Regions from separate parts of the Mus musculus genome. Here all the other regions are linked to region 3. A link is a contact called in public HiChIP or PLAC-seq data. All regions are on one chromosome and are shown on one strand. The core of a region is the stretch at or near the end of the contact, and the rest is flanking DNA. Distances in the headings are between cores, read along the strand shown. Region 1 overlaps Ube2k (ubiquitin-conjugating enzyme E2K). Region 2 holds the start of Rhoh (ras homolog family member H). Region 3 has its middle 27 kb from the start of Pds5a.

Region 1 (3,013 bases), core at 67-2,566, 160 kb before region 3:
TTAAGGGAGAGTACAAAGGCTCTGGACTGAATATGGCCATGAAAGGAGGGGTGGGGAGTGAGAGAGAAAAGAGGAAAGGGATGGTGGTTTGGGGCAATCTGAAAAAGAGATCAGGAGATTCAGGTATGGAGGCAAAATGGCTGTTATATAGCTAAGTGGAAGCTCAGCCCCATGGAGGGAGAGGCTTAGGGTAGGAGGTCATGTGAGAAGTGCTGGGAAGAGCCACAGGTACTGGGCAAGACCTCTTCCAGATTTCTTTGAGATTTAACAAATGTAGCTGCTAAGCTTTAAATATCTTTATTTCAAACAAGGCATGGAGAATCAAATTTTTCTCTTCCATCAATTTGTTGGTCCACTTTCTCTTCCTCTAAGACAAGTTATCATTATGTAGTGATTTTTTTTTGGGGGGTGGTGGTGGGGGGTGGTTCAAGACAGTGTTTCTCTGTATTGCCCAGGCTGTCCTGGAACTCAATCTGTAGACCAGGCTGGTCTGGAACTCAGAAATTCGCCTGCCTCTGCCTCCCACCTGCTGGGATTAAAGGCATGCAGCACCACTGCCCAGCTGTCTCATTATGTAGTGGAGGCTGGCATAGAATTCACTGCCCAATCTCCTTTTGTGTGAGTTTCCTAAGAACTGGGATTGTACATTTGAACTACCATGCCCATCTTAACAGTTTTTTCTACTGGGGCTGGACAGATGTAATTCAGTGGTAGAGTTACCATTCTAGTTGGTGGCATGAACATGGGAAAATGTAGCCTAAAATGAGGAGGACTAAAGTCACATGCAATCACTTTCTTTAGGGCATAATAGAATTTACATTCTGAGGGTTAAGCAAGATCATATGAGCAAAGTTCAGGTGAGTTCAAGCTGTATACTGTCATGAGGACAGACCCTGCTTGGAAACCTCATCAGAATAATAGAAGCAGGACCTGTAACCTGAAGTAAACCTACTCCTACTTACCATACCTGGGAGGGGCACAGAAGCACATTCTAGGAACAGCCCATGCATGGGAGGAACAGCTCACAGACTCTTCTTGATCCTCATACTTCTGCATCTTTAGTGCTTGCATATGTGTGGGCCTGGCTACCAGAGGTTTTACACGGAGATCTCTGGCCAGGCTTGGTGCGAGGGTTCCCCGAAGGGAAGCGAATGCAGGCAGGGAGGGGAAGTTACTTCCCTGCTTCTGCTGTGCTGGTTGTCTCCACTTCTCTGCCATGCAGTAATTCTTCACTGAGTCGGGTCGGGCTGGGCCGAGGAGAAGCTGACTAGCGAGAGTGCGACAGGACCTCAGGCAGCTCTTTGGGAGAGCCGACCTCTCCCCAAGTGTTAGAGCTCTTAGGACAAAGCCTCAGATGACGGAGTAGTTCTCTCCCTGCATGGGACTTATATACAGTTTTGGGGATGATCCAGGGTTTGACAGCAGGTGCTTTTTATTGGCTTGGACTGAGTTTGGGGAAACCTTATTTGTATGTGGGAGGGCTTGGTGCAGCTAGTACTTGATTGATGCAGCATGCCTCTCTGCAGGGGGGCTGTGGGAGGCTGTAGCTACCTCTGCTGCTGTAGCTGTGTGCTGCGAGCACAGTGGGATACCCAGGAGGCGTGGCCAAACTCCTGCTGTCCCTTGCTGTTGGAAATCTCCGCCCACCACGGGGGCGGGGGGGGGGGGGGCGCTCCGGTTCCAGACCTGTGCTCGACCCGGGGGACCAGGCACAGCTCACCACCCCACAGATATGTACTACTGATCTCAGCTGGATATTTGGATTAAAATTTCATTTTCGAATAGATAAAAATAAGGTGTATGAAAACTTCTTATTTAGGTTCTCCTCTGACCTCCGTGGGCACCAGACAAGCAAGTGGTACACAGACATATGTGCATGCAAGAACCTATATTCACAACAACAAGTACTTTATTTATGAGCTAGTAATGTGTCTAAGCTGGGTAGTGGATGCTTACCCTAGCATGTGCAAAGTCTTGCTTTGATCCTCGATATCAAATATTTATATGGTGGCACACACCTAAAATCCCAGCATACAGTAGGCTGAGGCAGAAAGATCTCTACAGGTTTGAGGTTGGCCTGCATTACATAGAGAGACTGAAAGGACAGTAATAGCATCAGTTGCTACTTTGTACTCAGCATTAATATGTTAAGGATTACTTCTTACACTTTGTTTTCCTTTCACCTCTGAAAATGTATTAGAACCCTTTTTGGAGTCGATGAAGGATAGAGTTGGGATTTGAGCTTGGGCCTAGTACATGCTCAGTATACCTATTCCCAGCCTGAGGACTGCATTAGATTTTGCACTGTTTTTCCTCCGTGCATGCGCGCGCGCGTGTGTGTGTGTGTGTGTGTGTGTGTGTGTGTGTGTGTGTGTGTGTGTGTATACATGTGTCTATATGCACATGTGAGTGCAGGTGTAGGGGTTGTTGGTTCTTTCCTTCTACCATGTAAGTTCTAGAAATTGCCACATTTGGTGACAACCCCTTTTATCTATTGAACCATGTGGCTGGCCTCCTTTTCCCGTCCCTCCAACCTCCTGCATTTCTTCTTTTCAGGCAAGGTCTATGTAGTCTAGGCTGGCCTCAGCTTTGCTATGTAGCTGATCTTAAATTTCTGATCCTCCTCCTTCCACCTTCCTAGTTTTGGGATCATACTCAGCCAGGACTTCATGTATTCTAGGCACTGTTATTGAGCCAAGTGCTGGACCCAGAATTCTGTACTTTCTCATTAGCAATATGGTCATTCATTTTCCTTCACCCAGATTATCTTCAATGTTCTATGCTGTTTTGCTCTATTTTAATAGTTACATTGCTTACTAGGAGCTGTATATTTCATCCATCTGTGTGCCCTTCCCCCCCCTCCCCCCCCCAATTCCCCCTTTGCTTCTCTGGTTGTCCTGGCACTTGTTATGTAGCTTCAAACTTTAGTCCCTGCCTCTGCCTCCACCCCCTGAGTGCTGGGATTAAAGGTGTGCACCACCATGTTTGGGCATTAGTAATGCTTTGTAGATTC
Region 2 (2,797 bases), core at 214-2,713, 140 kb after region 3:
AAGCCTGATGTTGTCTCCTTTCTTCTGTCCATACCACGCTTCAAGTACATTGACCTATCACCCTCCCCTTTCTTTCTCCCTCTCCCTCCCCCTCTCCCCTCCCCTCTCCCCCTCTCCCCTCCCCTCTCCCCCTCTCCCCCTCCCCTCTCTCCCCCTCCCCCTCTCCCCCTCTCCCTCTCCCTCTCCCTCTCTCTGACAGGGTTTCTCTGTGTAGCCCTGACTGTCCTGGAACTCACTCTGTAGACCAGAACTCAGAGATTTGCCTGCCTCTGCCTCCAGAGTGCTGGGATTAGAGACGTGCCATTTAATCCCATTTAAAGTACCTAAGGCCTGGCTAATCCAATCTCATGTCTGCCTTAAGGTCTTTCTGCTGTTTGCCTACTTGGCACTCCGATATTTTGAGCAAGTTACCATCCTGGTCAGTAGCATTTATAGTGATTCAAGACTTAGGGTGGCGGGGCATGGGAAGGGGAGGGGGAGGGGAGGGGGGAGGGTGTTAATACTTCAGGAGAGTCAAATGGCTGGTTTAGGCAGTTTGACCATGGGGTTACATTGTGGCAGATGGTCTCTACACCTGGCTGGCACAGCGAGGAGGGACAAGTACAGTTGTGTTTTTAGTCAAATAATGAAACTCAGAGGGGTCAGAAAACAGCACAGGGTCTAGTACCTCCCGGCCCAGGTGCTGCTCTGTGGCGGTTACTTGACTTTTGCTATGCCCTTCATTTTTAAATTGTTACTAATACTGGCAGCACAACTCATTATTAATAAGGCAGAGTGATCCAGAGAACCCACCGACTGTCTCCTGCTGGGCTGGTGGTGAACTCCGTGTACAGCTGAGTTTTTTTTTTTTTTTTTACAGAGACTCTCTGTGAAGCTCTGGATGTTCTAGAATTCTCTATGTAGACCAGGCTGGCCTTGAACTCAAAGAACTCCACCTGCTTTTTGCCTCTTGAGCGCTGGAATTAAAGGCAGGTGCCATCATACCTGGGAAACCTGGAACTTCTGATCCTTCTGAACATTGGGATAACAGGTGTGTGCCAGGAACTATGGCTTTTATTCAGTACGGGGCACAAACACAGGGCCAGGCAAGTACGCTACCCATAGGCTCCATTCTCAGCCCGGAAGTTAAGTTCTTAGTTAAGTGCTTTTACTTAAGCTTAAGTTAACCGAGACCAGCCAGGACAGTGAAACCGATTTTCCTCTCTTGTTTCATTTCCTGAAAGAATCATCCCAGTTTCACCCCCTTTCCTTCCCTCAACAGGAGGGAATGGAGAGAGAGAAACGATCCAGAAAGGATAAAACGGTAATCAAACAGAAATCCAGCCGTGCAGCAAAAGCCCTATTTGGCCTCTTGCTTGGGTAGGTTTCACAGGCTCATGGAGGGAAACAAACGCACATGCGCACAGGCCCCTAAACCCACACAGGCGAAACCCCTTTGTGGAGAAGCCAGCCACAGGAAACTCACTTCGGCACAGGAACTTGCTAATCGCTTTTGTCACTTTCGGAGTGTTCCTCTGCCTCGGTCACCTCCGACACTGAGGCCCACCACCTTGGGCTGGACTCTGCCAGTCCGGTGTTGCAGCTTTTCCAACAGTGACTCATTGGGAGCCTTGGGGAAGAGAGAGAGAGAGAGAGGTAGACCTCAGGAGGGACTCTCAGCAGTAATAGATTTGAGCTACGTTAGCTTTTACATGGCGTGGAGAGCTACTTAGACTTCCGGAGTCAGTCATTTTGGTGATGAGACTTGGCATTCTACCCCAGGTAAGACTTTTGCCTCTTTAAAAATGTTTTTTCGGTGTCTCAGGAATCTCTGTGATTTTGTTAAGATTTTTTTCTTCTTCTTTAGGCTGAACATTGTAATGACCTTTTTTAATTTGTTGCAAAGTGTAGACTAAACTCAGAGATGGGGGTGTGTTCGGCCGTCTACCCCAACTCTAGAGTCTTAACAAGACACACTTTGGTTTTCTTTCTATTTTGCTTTGTTTTTGTTTTGAGATGAGGTCTTGGATAGCCTGGGCTGGCTGATGTGAAGTCAAAGATGGCCTTGAATTCCTGACCCTTCTGCTTCCACCTCCCAGGTGCAGGAGTTACAGGCATGTGCCACTGAGTCTTAGTTTCTAAGGTATTCCCATATGTTCTTGGGGCTGTGTCAGAGCTTGCTTGTGTGGGGACTTTAGACTTCATGCAGCAGTGTTTGATGAAGGAAATCTAAGGGCCCTCCAGCATCCACAGAGAGCAGCTTTAAAGTTATCTAGCTATGTAGAAAAAAAAAATCGAAATAAAAACCATATCCCAGAATTCCTATCTAGCTATTCTCAATCCCAATGGCCCCTTTCTGTACATTTCTAGATTAAATTTAGTTTCTCAGCAGGTTTCATGCTGTGCACTGCCAATAGATTGGCTGGGCTGTAACATCCACAGCAACAAAAGCTTGGGGGAAAATCACCGGTTTTAGGTGCTTCACTAAATTAAAGTTGTGACAGATGGGTTCAAGCGACCGGATCTAAGATGGTGCTGTGCATGAGAGAAGAGAAATATAAGGAAACCCGTCCTTCGGTGGACCTTCAAGTCTAGTAGTTACAGCGAAAGATACAGGTTAGGAAACAGTTGAAGAAGAAGCTGGGTCACAGAAGCTTTAACAGCTGTAGGGTTTCGAGAAGGGTTCTGGGAGTGAGCTGGAGTGCTCAGAAGGAAGGATGCTTATAAAGGATGGGGGCTTAGCAGGAAGCCTTAGGAAGGATGGGGGCTTAGCAGATGGAGAAGGGGAAGGTTGTTGTAGACTTGGAGGGCCATGTGG
Region 3 (2,802 bases), core at 13-2,512:
GTGAGGCCTTGGGGGCGAGGGTAGGGAGATTTGGAGGAGGAGGGTCTTAGAGTAACAGGTCCGCTGTTGAAGGATCTTGGAGGATCAAAATTTTAGGTCCGGATCCCTCCTCCTGCTCTTCCTTCTTCCTGATGGTCAGAACCTGTGAGGTGGCTCTTGAGAAAGAAAGGCTTTTATCTAGGTGTGTGTGTGGGGGGAGGGCTCCTCCACTAGATTCTTCTAGGTAACTATAAAGGGCCCTTGGTCCGGGTGCCTGAAGGATCCTGGCCTAAAGACTCTCTCCTCTACTGCTTTGATCACCTGCAAGTCAAAAAGTCCCTACAAGTGGGTCATGCAGAGAAGCAAAGAGTAACTAACTTGTCTTTTAGTCTGTCCAATATCCAAAAAAATGTCATCAGTCTAAGTCCAAGAACACAGAACAAAGTACTAACAAACACAAACTGTATCTGCCTCCTGAGTGCCAGGGGGAATCTGTGAGTTCCAGGCCAGCCTGGTCTACAGAGTGAATTTCGGGACTGAGGATGTAGCTCAGTGGCAGATCATTTACCTAGCATCTCTGAGGTACTAAGTTTAATTCCCAACACCACAAAAACAGACTAAAGAAAACTGATAGACCACATTTACACCTAATGAGATACAGTACCTAGTCTCTAGAGTGAGCAAGCTACTGAGATACAGGTAGACAGCAAGAGATGGATAGTGATAGGCTCCCTGGCGCCTCATAGACACCGCCCCCCTCGCCCCGCCCCGCCCCCTCCCCGGGAGTAAAATTACGGCTCAACAGGGAACCGAGAAAGAACTGAAAAAACCGGCCGGAAGGCAGTCCAGTTCTCTTGAAGCTGCTTCCTCCTTGTTTTTTAAAGAGACCTCCAGAAACTCTGTCATTCCCCCTAACCCCCGCCCCCATCTCCACCCCCAAGCACCTACTTCCTGCACAAAATAGGAATGAGACTGGGTGGGAAGATCCTGGAGGCGCTCAGGGCTTTGGGTTGTTCTAGTCTGCTGAATCTCCATTGCCAGTGAGAGATCTTTGCATCTTCGGTGGGACTCCACCCCCCTGCTCCCCCAACACGTACATTCACACAGCCACCCTCGTGCTGTAGGCGGGACACCCCCAACACACATTCACACAGCCACCCTCGTGCTGTAGGCGGGACTCCCCCCACCCCCAACACACATTCACACAGCCACCCTCGTGCTGTTTAGCCTGAATAGCCGGAGGAAATTGTTCTCTCTTTCCAATGCAATAGGCAGGCCAGATCTCAAGACCGACCTCTACCGGTAACTGGTAACCGCCCTTTGCTTCTAGATCTGTAACCAGATTCAAGTCCCAGCAGGCCTCTAAAAGTGAGGTAGCAACTGAAACCTGTGAAGAGGTATACTGGGCTAGAAAGAATTGTTTGAATAGACACGTTTATACCATCAGAGATCCAGGGAACGTGTGTGAGAAAGGCTTTTAGAGATGTTGGGTAACGGTGAAAAAAAAAAACAAAAAAAAAAAACATAAACCCGAATCTGGCTAGTTTAAATACCAACCTACTAAGTGATTCTAAGGTTAATAGTGTCACCATGGGAGTTCCAAAAGTCATTACTGGTGGGCCCAGAAGCTCATGTTCTCAGGAGAGAGTTTGAGGCCAGCCTGGGTATTGGGAGTCTGCTATGTTCCAACCATAGACTGCCATGTTTGTGTCTTTCCACAATGTCAGAATTTATTGACTAACAATACATTTACAAGCTACAGCGATTTTGTTGCCTGAAATTTTCCACGTTGTTTCTATTCCCCTTGATAAATGATTAACAAGCACAAGTTTGTTTTTTTTTCCCCTAATCTATTTGTAGTTTTAATTTTGTGTGTGGTATTACATATGTATGTGTGTGGAGGCCTGAAGTTAGTTAATTACTTTCTACCATTAAAATTTTGGGGGTGGGAGGATGGGGCTGGATGGCTGGCTCAGTGATTAAGAGAACTTGTTGCTCCTGCAGAGGATCTGTGTTCAATTAGAGCACCTACGTGTTGCCTCACAACCATCTGTAACTTTAAATTCAGGAGATCTAATGGGCCCACGGAGCACCAGACACACACTTGGTATGTGTACATATGTGCAGGCAAAACACATACACATAAAATAAATCTTAAAGAATTAAAATATTTATTATTTTTAATTAGGTATATGTATATGTATCTATACATAGGTATGTGCGTGAGTATGGGGTTCCACTGGGTATTAGATTTCATACAGATAGAATTACAGGTGATTGTGAGCTGTCTAATGGGGAGGCTGAGAAATGAGCAATATTCACTCTTTACTACTGAGCCATCTATTCAAACCCTCCCTATTAATTTATTTACTTATTTTTGAGATAGGATCTCAATACATATACATATACATACACATACACATATACATATACATCCCTGCTGGCCTAGAACTTGCTATGTAGACCAAGCTGGCCTTGAACTTGCAGAGATCTGACTGCCTCTGTTTGTCCAGGGTTAGCATTAAAGGCATATTCTCTCATGCCTGGGCAGTCACCTTTATTTTTTAAGATAAGGTCTTAGTTAGAGTTTTCTATGCTGTGATAGAACACTATAGCCAAAATCAATGTGAGGAAATGACTTATATGGCTTATACTTCTATCACAGTCCATTGTCTAAGAAGGTCAGGACAGGATTAAATAGGGTGGGAACCTGGAGGCAGGAGCTGATGCAAAGGCCATGGAGGAGTGCTACTTAATGGCTTATTCTTTTTTTGTTGTTTTGTTTTTTTGTTTTGTTTTTTGAGACAGGGTTTCTCTGTATAG

What was found. HiChIP or PLAC-seq counts read pairs in DNA pulled down with a chosen protein or histone mark.
Region 1: an H3K27ac HiChIP or PLAC-seq map of embryonic stem cells shows a contact between it and region 3, with 17 read pairs. The contact joins two enhancer-like sites. A contact is called at or near these places in 3 of 115 datasets of contacts at active chromatin or transcription factors (embryonic stem cells and microglia) and 1 of 9 other capture datasets (liver).
Region 2: a contact with region 3 is called in an H3K27ac HiChIP or PLAC-seq map of microglia, with 3 times the contacts expected there. The contact joins the promoter of Rhoh here to the enhancer-like site in region 3. A contact is called at or near these places in 1 of 39 promoter capture datasets (the HPC-7 cell line), 1 of 15 datasets of contacts at CTCF or cohesin (CD8 T cells), 1 of 484 Hi-C or Micro-C datasets (B cells), 4 of 115 datasets of contacts at active chromatin or transcription factors (the SCID.adh cell line, bone marrow-derived macrophages, effector CD8 T cells and 1 more) and 1 of 9 other capture datasets (adipose tissue).

The regions. Positions count from the first base shown.
Region 1 is chr5:65,560,140-65,563,152 of GRCm38.p6, forward strand. All of the region lies in intron 1 of Ube2k (ubiquitin-conjugating enzyme E2K), which reads left to right. It overlaps Gm40309 (a long non-coding RNA gene), which reads left to right. Exons shown (of 2, transcript XR_868455.3): 2 at 1-3,013. Among named protein-coding and RNA genes, the nearest start is that of Gm40309, 20 kb to the left of the region's middle. Within about 2 kb of position 1,317, at least 35 of the 459 cell types and tissues checked have an H3K27ac peak or open chromatin away from gene starts, as enhancers often do. A contact at or near this core is called in embryonic stem cells, where this site is marked.
Region 2 is chr5:65,862,121-65,864,917 of GRCm38.p6, forward strand. It overlaps Rhoh (ras homolog family member H), which reads left to right and starts at 1,464. Exons shown (of 3, transcript NM_001081105.2): 1 at 1,464-1,761.
Region 3 is chr5:65,723,684-65,726,485 of GRCm38.p6, forward strand. No RefSeq gene overlaps it. Among named protein-coding and RNA genes, the nearest start is that of Pds5a, 27 kb to the left of the region's middle. Within about 2 kb of position 1,263, at least 335 of the 459 cell types and tissues checked have an H3K27ac peak or open chromatin away from gene starts, as enhancers often do. A contact at or near this core is called in B cells, CD8 T cells, the HPC-7 cell line and 5 more, where this site is marked.